2 separate regions of the Gossypium arboreum genome follow, and region 2 is linked to region 1. Evidence: chromatin contacts called from public Hi-C data. All regions are on one chromosome and are shown on one strand. The core of a region is the stretch at or near the end of the contact, and the rest is flanking DNA. Distances in the headings are between cores, read along the strand shown.

Region 1 (4,820 bases), core at 747-3,246:
ATCATATAGTAATACAAGAACTTGAAAAGCTTTATCCTGCATCCGTCTTGCAAGCAGCAACTTTACAGTCTGTGTCGAGAGATTGATATTCAGTCTAATTCTATGGTCCAGCATTAGAGTTACCAAACTGGCTGCTTCTTGGGCACAACTCTTTTTCAGAAGTTCTGCAAGTATGGAATGAACAGAAGATGTCTGTGGGAGATGTGAACTCTTCAGCATCTTCTCCAGGGTCAGGCAAGCAAGAAGAGATTCACCCTTCAGCAAGAGACCAGTAATCAGTGAGTCATAGATCTCAAAACCCGGTTCAAAGTCTCTTCTCAACATCAAGACCAAGAGCTCATATCCAGCTTCAAACGTACCTTCCTTGCAGTGCCCTAAGATTAAAGTCTTGTAAGCAGGAGGGTCTTGTCTCCCCCTCTTCAATAGCTGTCTAAACACTCTCTCAGCTTTCTTAGTTTTTCCATTAGCACATAAATACTCAAACATGGGATTATATGCCGCAACAACAGGTGTACAACCTACATGACCTAATAATATCTCCTTTTTGGCTAGCTCATCAAAGAACTCCTCTGCTTTTTCGAAGTCCGCTATTTGACATAAACTCCTGATTATAACACTATAAGTAGCTGAATCTGATTGTACCTTCATTTCTGACATCCTTTTGAACACATTTAAAGCTTCATCCATGTTCCCAGCATTGCAGTGCGCATTAATCAGCGTGTTGAATGTGCATGTATCTGGAGTAAATCTTCCATCTTTTCTCATTCCCTCCAAAATTTCTTTTATCTTATCATACTTGTGCACCTCAGAGAGCCCTTTAATTAAAGTATTATAAGTGATCTTATTCGGTTTCAAACCTCTACAAATCATCTCTTGGAAAACAGCCAAAGCTTCATCAATATCTTGCTTCATACAATACCCTCTAACCAGAGTAGTGTAAGTAACGACATTAGGATTCAAATCCAAACTTTTCTTGCTCATACCTTTCACCACATTGTGGGCAATTCTAACCTTTCCCACCCTGCATAATCCATCAACAATTGTATTATAAGTGACAACATCAGGATCACATTTAAACCGCTCCATTTCCTTGAAAAACCTAAACCCCTCATCAACCATTGAATTCATGCCAAACCCTTTAATCAAAATGTTAAAAGTATACACATCTGGTGTAACCCCATATGTGCTAAGCATTTCATCGAACACACTCTTTGCCATATTCGTGCGTCCTCTTTTAAGCAAAATTGACAAAAGATTATTGAATGAAATGACAGAAGGAGACACGCCGATGCTTTTCATTGTTTCGAAAACCTTGATAGACTCTTGAAATAACCCCGCTTTACCATAGCTCCTAATCAAGCTGTTAAAGAACTTGTCCTCGAGCTTAACAGACCCATTAGACCTTTTCTCAATTGAAAGCGTTAAATTACGAGCTGCATAGAGATTTCTTTCTTTACCCAAGATTTCAATCATCAAGAAAAAGGATTGGGCATCGTGAGGGAAACCCATTTGTTGAACCCAGTTAAAGAATTGAAGAGCTTTAGATGGATTTTTAATGAGGCGAAGTGTTTGCAAGACGGTGGTTTTCGACAGAGAGGGAGACAGAGAAGAAATAGAGGATTCAAGCTCACTTGACCATGGCGTGGAGTTGATGACACGAGCCATAAATTTTGCCCCCTTGGTTTTGGTCGATGATTCTGCTTTTTCATCCAAACCCTGATTTCCTTCATTGGTGCCTTCGCCATGTATCTCGATTCGACCACAGGAGAAGCACCTAATTTATTGTTTGAAATTACAAGAGATAAAGAAGAAGCCAAAGAAAATAAAGTGGAGGCAAAGAAAAGAGAGTCAAGAGATATCTACCGGATAACAAAACGAAGCGGACACTGGTAAAGAAAAAGTTGCTTGCCGACACCATGGTAAGAACGAGGACTAAGCACCATTTCCATGAACATAATAAAAATACTACAAACAAATAATTTTATTTCTTCCCTGCTGCGGTTGAAAAATAGTAATTTTAATTTAAAATAATAATTTAAATAATATTTAAATAATTTAATTTAAAATACTTTTAAGCAATTAAATAAATTATTTGTGAAATTTAACTTAAATATATAAACTGTATTAGAAAATTAATTGAATAAAAACGATAAAATTAATTAAATAAAAACGATGATTAGCAAAATAAACATATTAAAGAAAATTAATTCTTTTATTAATTTACATGCTCATTGTTAAATGCTAAGCAAAAACTTAAAAAATGATTATTTGAAAAATAAATATTATATGACAACTCATTAAATTTTAATTGGTTGGGATGAAATAAATAAAGATATTTTAATAATTTCGCTTCTTTTTTGAGCTTTTGAGATTGAATCTAAAAGTTTATTATTCCAAACTCACCTTGTCCTCTGAGACCAGAAGTGAATTTGGATCCAAAAGATAGAGTGGACAAGCCCTTATACAAGTTGGATCAAAGTAATTGAACCAAGAGAGGAACAGTAGTCACCATGTCAGAGTGGCGTGTTCATCTTCTGTTTTTAATGGCGGACTTATCAACAATGTTAGCGAGAAAAATTTCAGGCGCTTCGTCGTCTTTAATGGAACTGACTGTGATCGAACACGAATTGATGAGCCTTTGATATTAGTATTGCAAGTGCATTCTTTACTTAAAGAACAACAAATTCATCCCACCAAATAAATGGTCCAAAGGAAATTGTAATATACCCATATCATCCCATCAAATTCATATATTTACAGCATGCAGAATAATTCATTGTACAACACATTCAACCTTCTCTAAAATGTCATGGAAGGAGATAAGTATATGAGAGCTCCTAACTTAAATTTATGGCTGGCAGACAGTTATGAAGGTCATGAACATAACACACAATACTCCTTCAGCAAGTTACCGACGGTAATAATACCTACAAAAGGTAAATGAAATTAGTTGATTAGATATTCTTGCAAAGAGAGAGAGATAGCTGATAGGAGGGGGATGCATACACAAAGATCTTTACACCATAAATGGAAGCATATTTTCTCAGAAGACGTTCCACGGTGTACCACTGAGCACGATCTGATCGATCTTGATATCCAATTCGTGGCATGTGGATTGAAGCTGTTAAAAGAAGGAATAAAATACATTAGATGGCTCCAAATGGTTGAAGCAAACGAGACTTGGATTCTTCATAGCTGTAAATGAAAATCAAAATGATGCTTCATTTCATAAGCTGTTGATTTGTTTTCTGACATTTTGGTGGCTGAAAGCAGTCTTACATGCATGAAGGCAAGAGATCAGCCAACTAGATTGAATCATAGAAGTAATTTACATAATGCAATGATCAAGTATTTAAGAGACAACAGAACAAAAGAGAGAGCATCATCTTACTTGAATGTTTTGAAGATGTAATATTAATTAATGATGATGGTGGTGATGATGTAAGATGGATTAACTTAAAAGTCTTTACCAGAATTTTCAGCTGCTGAGAATGATGCCTTTGATAAACAACGTTCCAGATCAGGCATAGTGATGTCACTACGAGGAACTTTACGTCTTGGATTATAAGATTGAACAACAGCCAAAGCAACCCATAATGGTGTATTATTTTCCTTGACATCCTCTGCATAGCAGAAAATGGAGCAAGAGTGAGAAATTAGAGACATGATTAAAACCCAAAAGGAGAATTCTACAAGTTACTTAGCTGACCATTGACTCTTATAAGATGAAGATCACCGAGATGAAGGTCCTGAAACTCGGATGCTCGTTCGTATGCAACAGGAACACTAGCAGAAAGCTTCGCCAGAGCATCAAACATTCCACCATGACCCCAGTTTCCAGAATTATCAATACAACTGTCAAATTAACATTAAATCAATGATTTGAACTTCCTAGGCATTTAAATGTCTATACGTTCAACTTTCTGATGGACCTGTGCAAATAAGTCCATAGGGTAAAATATTAACATGAACATAATATGAAAAACATACATTCTAACTTTAAGTGACAAATGATACATAAAAAAACAGGTGTGGAATCACTCAAAATATTAAGGAACAAACTCATTTTCAAATGCTACATAAAGTGCTCAAAAGAAAGTTGATGCAGATTCAGAAATGCTTCAAAAAGGAAGTTTGCAAATGAAATTCAACCAGAACGTTATCTTAGCCATTTTAGCAACCATGCAGCAGTGGAGGCTCACAATTTAACAGTGACTTAACAGAGGCCATTTGTTTGATCATGGAGGAAATTACCCACCATCATTACTCCTGTAATGAGCATAATAATGAGAAGGCTAAGGTGGATGTCTGCAAGAAACTAACCTGAATATTATAGCAGGCACAGAGGGACAAACTTTTGATGGATCAGTACAATCGCCATAAACAAAAAAAACAGAGCCAGAATCTGACAGCATATCACCATCCATTGGACAAGGATCTTGGACAGACAGTGAATGGTATCCATTAGCTTCCCACTTAGCCACCTTTTTTTCCTCCACCTTCTTCTTTGCAGCCTCAACTTTCAGATGCCTGTCCTCAGGAAAGTTCCTACTACTTTCCAACGCCATGATTTGATTATCACCCGACTGTGAAGCTACCTTGAATTTTTCAACCCAAGAAAGGTATGAAACCTCATCAAGACCAGGATCATTGCTGACAGAACTCTCTCTCATATGAACATCATGGCCATCCATCAAATACCCTGCATTAATCTCAAACTTGCCGTCATTCTTGCCTAACATTTGTTCATAACGCATTGCAATTACTTTCTCGGCCATAGCACTTAGCTCAGATGTCTTTAACTCATATGCTTCTTCATT
Region 2 (5,255 bases), core at 2,028-4,527, 520 kb after region 1:
TACCTATAACTCCAAGACTAAATATATCATTAAACTGATTAGCATGAAAACCATTTATTCTTAAACGTATAAACCAATGAACTAATACTGTCTCCGCAATTAAAACCTTAGATACACAATTACCAAAAGTTTTACAATAAAATCAAATATTATATATACCTTAAAGCCGCAACAATAAAAAATCAAATGCTGCCAACGAAATTAAACACATTCAAAACTAAATAAAAAACACAACAATTCATAACCATTGGAAATCATTATAAATAATTTTTTAAAAATAAAATTCTCCATTGTACGATTTAATATATGTACGATTTAATATGTATCTTAAAATTTTACAATAAGTTTTACAATAAAATCAAAGATTTAATATATGTACGATTTAATATGTATCTTAAAATTTCAACTAGTGGAGAAGGGCATTTCGGTGGCTCCTTTGTGCTCAAGTTGTGAGGGCACCGAAGACTTAGACCATGTCCTACTACTTTGCCCCAAGGCATGAGCTGTTTGGAAAGCGGTTGGCTTTTCCCCAGTCTACTGTCGAGTTTCTCACTGGTATATTCGCCTCATCTGTGCTTGGTCACACGCAGCGATGCCTCATTCTGCTATGGTTCTTATGGGTGCATCAAAACCTGCTGCTGTGGAAGGGTTAAGACTCGTCTGCGACTAATCTGGTGCGAATGGATGATGCATTTCTGCATATTTGGTAGTAACCCACGAGTATGTTCGCTGCTGCGCAGCCGGGCACTGTTGGCTGTTTTTAGACAGGTTCGGAAGCTGCTGGCGGCGACTTGGATGAATGGTCGCCCCCCTGTGGGCTGCTACAAATGTAATGTTGATACAGCTCATTTGGAGCAAAACGGGGCTGTTGGATTTGCAGCGGTAGTATGTGATTACGATGGCCATGTTGTGAAGTGTTTTCCTGAATTTGGGGAAGCCCTTTTAAACCCTTGTCTAGCAGAAGCATTTGCAATCCATGAGGTGCTCTCTTAGTTAAAATCTATACTGCTCGATAATGTGATATTAGAGTCGGATTGCTTGACGATAGTCAATGCGCTTTTGCGCAAGTCGAGTGATGCTTTTGAGCTTGGTACACTGATTTACAATTGTTTACTATTGAAGACACAATTACAGTGTCTATATTCTGGTGGGACGAAATTCCCCTCCCGTCTTTCTCGAAGAGTTTACTCAATGTTTTGCGTATGGAGTGAGCCTTTTGACTTGGATACTTGCATTTTACTTTCCTTAATAAATGATTCTTTTTCCTAAACATAATATGAGAATAGTTGTGTTCCTTTTTTGGGTTCATTTACAGTCTTTTACATACTTAGTTCTAAGGAATTATGGACAAACATAATGAATTATCATTTGTAACAATTTCTTAATTTTATAAAATATTTCAGTTTTTTTTATTTTAATTCTTAATTTTATAAGATCTTAGAAACAAATTTGATTTGATTTAAATTGAATGGAATGGAGATAAAATCACAATAATATGGGTTCGGATACTTCCAAGAAAAAATGAAGGCTAGTAGTCACTACAATCTCAAAAACTTCAAAGAGATGATTCCAGACCTAACATATTTGAGCATAAACAGTAAAACTTGATTAAAAAAAAAATACCACTGCATGGACCAAGTTGAGCATAAACAAGGATCAATTTAGACTTCACAGTACGCCAAATATTGGAGAAATCAAATCAAAATCCATTTATTAAGCAAAACTGAAAACTACAACATTGATCTTTGTTTGGTACTTGTTAATACAGGTATTGAGGAAAGCCCCTCCCTACTCCTTACGAACAAAATACAACTTGCCCATGACATGGAGAATGGCAACAAATGCAATGAAACCAATGCTCATGACAAGCACCACATTTGGAGAGATCTTCAGCCCTGGGGCATCATCTGTGTAAAACTGAAGCATTGTGCCAGCAGCTCCTCCCGAGGCACCTGCACCACTTGTCGTTCTCCTCCTCCGCATGTTTGCAGCTGCTGCTGCACTTCCTCTTGGTGGTGCTGTTCCAGTTGCCATTCCTATATGACAACCAACTTCTATTTTCAATACTAGATCAAAATTTAGACAATCGGTGTTTTCAGAATCAATATATATATATATATATATATGAAAATTTATTCATTAAATTTTATTGATGGGAGCATAGTGAAGAATGACTGCCCTGCCATGCTATATGCAATACATATACTATGTTCACACAAAAATGAGTTTTTGATACGAGTATGTGCATGACATGAATTTTTTTCAAAGCTCTTTTTTATACCAATGTTGGAATATGTTACGGATTTTAAATCTAGTAAACTAATTAAAATGTAACATTTACATTAGTTTCTCAAATCCATAGATTTGAATAGTAATGAATTTAAAATTGTTAAAATTTTTAGGATTTGACAAACCCATCTAATATATATTATATTGAATATCCTAATATTTTTTAATTTCAATTAATTTGCTCATATATTATGCATTTTATTCTTATTAAATAATAAATGAAATCCAAAATCCAAACTTCCAAACTTCCAAACGGAGGACAAGAGAATAACAAGAAATTTTCAAGGAACAAAACAAGAATGTTGCCAAAAGGCCAGAGGGGATCAATATAGTGTATAGATAGTTTTGAGAAGTGGCAAAGATACCCAAAATTTCACAAAGCTCCACGACTATTAATCAATTAAGCTAAATAATCATAAACCATGTTCAAACTAAATCCAATAGAAGAATCGTAATCTATGATCAATTCAAAACCATCAAAACTTGAATTAAAATCTTTATGGTCTAATCCAATTGAATTATGCCAAATTAAATTGCAGTAAAAGGTAAATCATAGAAATCAATCCATCAAAATTGAATTAAACATTTATGCATGCTCCAAATCCTATAAGAAGCATACATGAGGAATTTTCAAAAGCTAAAACTTGAATATCTTTAGAAACAACACATAAAAAACGATGTAAAAGAATCAGATCTGAAAACCAGATCTACATGCAAGCAATCTAGTAGATCGATCTTATTGTGTATGGATGCCAGAAAGAGATAAGAACCATCGTTTTTATAAACATGCAAAAATGAAAATAAAATGGAAGATGAAAGAGAGGGAGAAGAGAAACTCGCCTGAGTCGACTCGGAATTCGGATATGAGTTCGCAAGCTTTTGGACAAGACTATTTAATATCTTTTCGACTATATACTCCCCCTTTGAACACAATTTGTGGGCTTTATGCTTCGATTTTAGGGACGGCGCTGCTGGGCATTTCCACGCACCACCGCCCAATAAATTTCGGCCACGTGTACTCCTATTGAAAAACTGGCCAATGTGAAATTGTTTCCAACGCTTACGATTGTGCAGGCTAACTAGGCCCAACCTGGATAGGCCTAGTTGACCCAATTTATATACATTTTCTCCTTTTTGCGCCAGTAGTATTAGGTAAAAATACCATAAAAACTTCTATATTAAGAGTTAAATTGTATTTTTTTGTTTAAAAAGGTAAATTAATCCTTATAGTTTAGATTAACGAGCAAACTAGTTCTTTCTATTAAAATTTATCTATTTTATTATAAAAAACAAGCATAACTAACAAAAGAACTAAGTAATTACATATGCATGCCATATATACATCGAGACCAATTTTATTTATAGAAATAGATGAAATTTTTAACAAAAAACTAATTTGTTATTTGATATAACATATAAAGACTATTTTACTCATTTTTGAGTTGAAGAGATAAAATATAATTTAATTTATAATATAAGAATGTTTGCGATACTTTTACCTTACTATTATTTCCTTTTAACTCCAAATTCAATGTAAAAGTATGTAAATATGGTAGATAACAAGTATAAAATTAGCAAAATAAGCACACATTTTAAGATTTGATTCCAAAATTTTAGATCCTATTTCTTAGAGGTTAGATCGGACTGGAGCATCTTTTTTATTTTTATGTTTATTTTTATTTTATTTTTATTTTTATTTTATTTTTAAAAAATTGAAGGAGTAGTAAGAAGGTTTTCCAATTAACTTTTTGTTGAAAAAAATTTAGATCAAATTTTAAACCTGTAAGCAAAATTTAAGATAAAATATGTTAAAATTTTGATTGGGACTTTGGGAACCAAAAACAATTACATGTCCCGTTGCCATCCCTACTACTTAAAAATGATTATATTGTAGAACTGCAATATTGCAATATTTGGCCCATTAATTGAAGGTGTTCACTCGCATACCCACGTCAAAAAATTGAATCATAAATCTAATGATCAGGGGTAATCATCGAATAGAATTTTTTCATTTAGACTATTTAATATTTTAAATTAATAAATATAAAATTATATTTTAATCTCTTAAAAATAATAAAATTTTAATTTAATTCTTTAAAATTATAAATATATAGACTATTAAAATATAAATTATCGTAAAAATTATAATTTATTTCAACCCCTAAAAGAATTTTCTAATTTTGCCCTACTAATGATGTATGTGTGGCAATAATTTACTTTTGCTAATGATGTATGAATTATTAAAAATGACCATACAATAAATCACATATGTTTTATTTGTTTGATAAAGCTCCATTTGAGATGCTTAGTTTTTTTTTTTTTAACAAAATATGAATATAAAATATTTAAAAGAAAAAAAAAACCAAGGCATCTCTAACATTGATCCTAAATAAAAAGATCATTTATTCCATAAATAAAGGTAATCAAATAGATCCTAATTACAGTGAGTTTGAACAAAGAGCATAAAACTGTGTAAACTACATCATTAACCCTTGTGTTTTACATCAACTAACAAGTCAGATGATTCTACTTGTTAATAAAATTAAAAAAATCTAACCTCAATGAAAAATTACACGGTACAACATTCCCAGGCACCAAAAACACATTTATCAAAGTAATTCTTGCTTCACCATCTACACTTATAGCATGGATGGTGATTGTAGAATCCTAAGGGTCGTGTTTCTATCGCATTTTCTTTGCAGCTACTACTACTATTTGGTTCATATGTGCATTAACTACATCAAACCTAGATGTATGGAAATAGGCAGCACAATCAATTCTTTGATCTCTTGAAGAATTTATCGCCTTTCCTTCCCATTCCAGTCCCTGCAAGATTTGATGATAGCAGAGAACGGGAATCTGGTCTCCATATCAACTCTTTCAGGACAGAAAACAAGGTTGCCAGTTCAGGTGTGACTTCAGTATCCTTGATATTGTTGCACGACATCACTCTCAATCGTTGAAGC

The links. A called contact is a pair of places that touch in the nucleus more often than the background predicts.
Region 2: a Hi-C map of leaf shows a contact between it and region 1, with 4 times the contacts expected there. The contact joins the promoter of LOC108467952 here to the promoter of LOC108455650 in region 1. A contact is called at or near these places in 2 of 5 Hi-C or Micro-C datasets (both in leaf).

The regions. Positions count from the first base shown.
Region 1 is chr8:22,505,278-22,510,097 of ASM2569848v2, forward strand. LOC108455650 (pentatricopeptide repeat-containing protein At1g02060, chloroplastic-like) reads right to left here and starts at 1,997. Exons shown (of 4, transcript XM_053032024.1): 1 at 1,864-1,997; 2 at 1-1,774. The coding sequence starts at 1,955. LOC108456710 (probable helicase CHR10) reads right to left here. Exons shown (of 16, transcript XM_017755322.2): 12 at 4,324-4,820; 13 at 3,710-3,855; 14 at 3,471-3,623; 15 at 3,007-3,121; 16 at 2,638-2,927. The coding sequence ends at 2,909.
Region 2 is chr8:23,019,601-23,024,855 of ASM2569848v2, forward strand. LOC108467952 (protein transport protein Sec61 subunit beta-like) reads right to left here and starts at 3,278. Exons shown (of 2, transcript XM_017768782.2): 1 at 3,130-3,278; 2 at 1,686-2,036. The coding sequence starts at 2,034. The coding sequence ends at 1,789. It overlaps LOC108467699 (F-box protein At5g07670-like), which reads right to left. Exons shown (of 2, transcript XM_017768433.2): 2 at 4,669-5,255. The coding sequence ends at 5,063.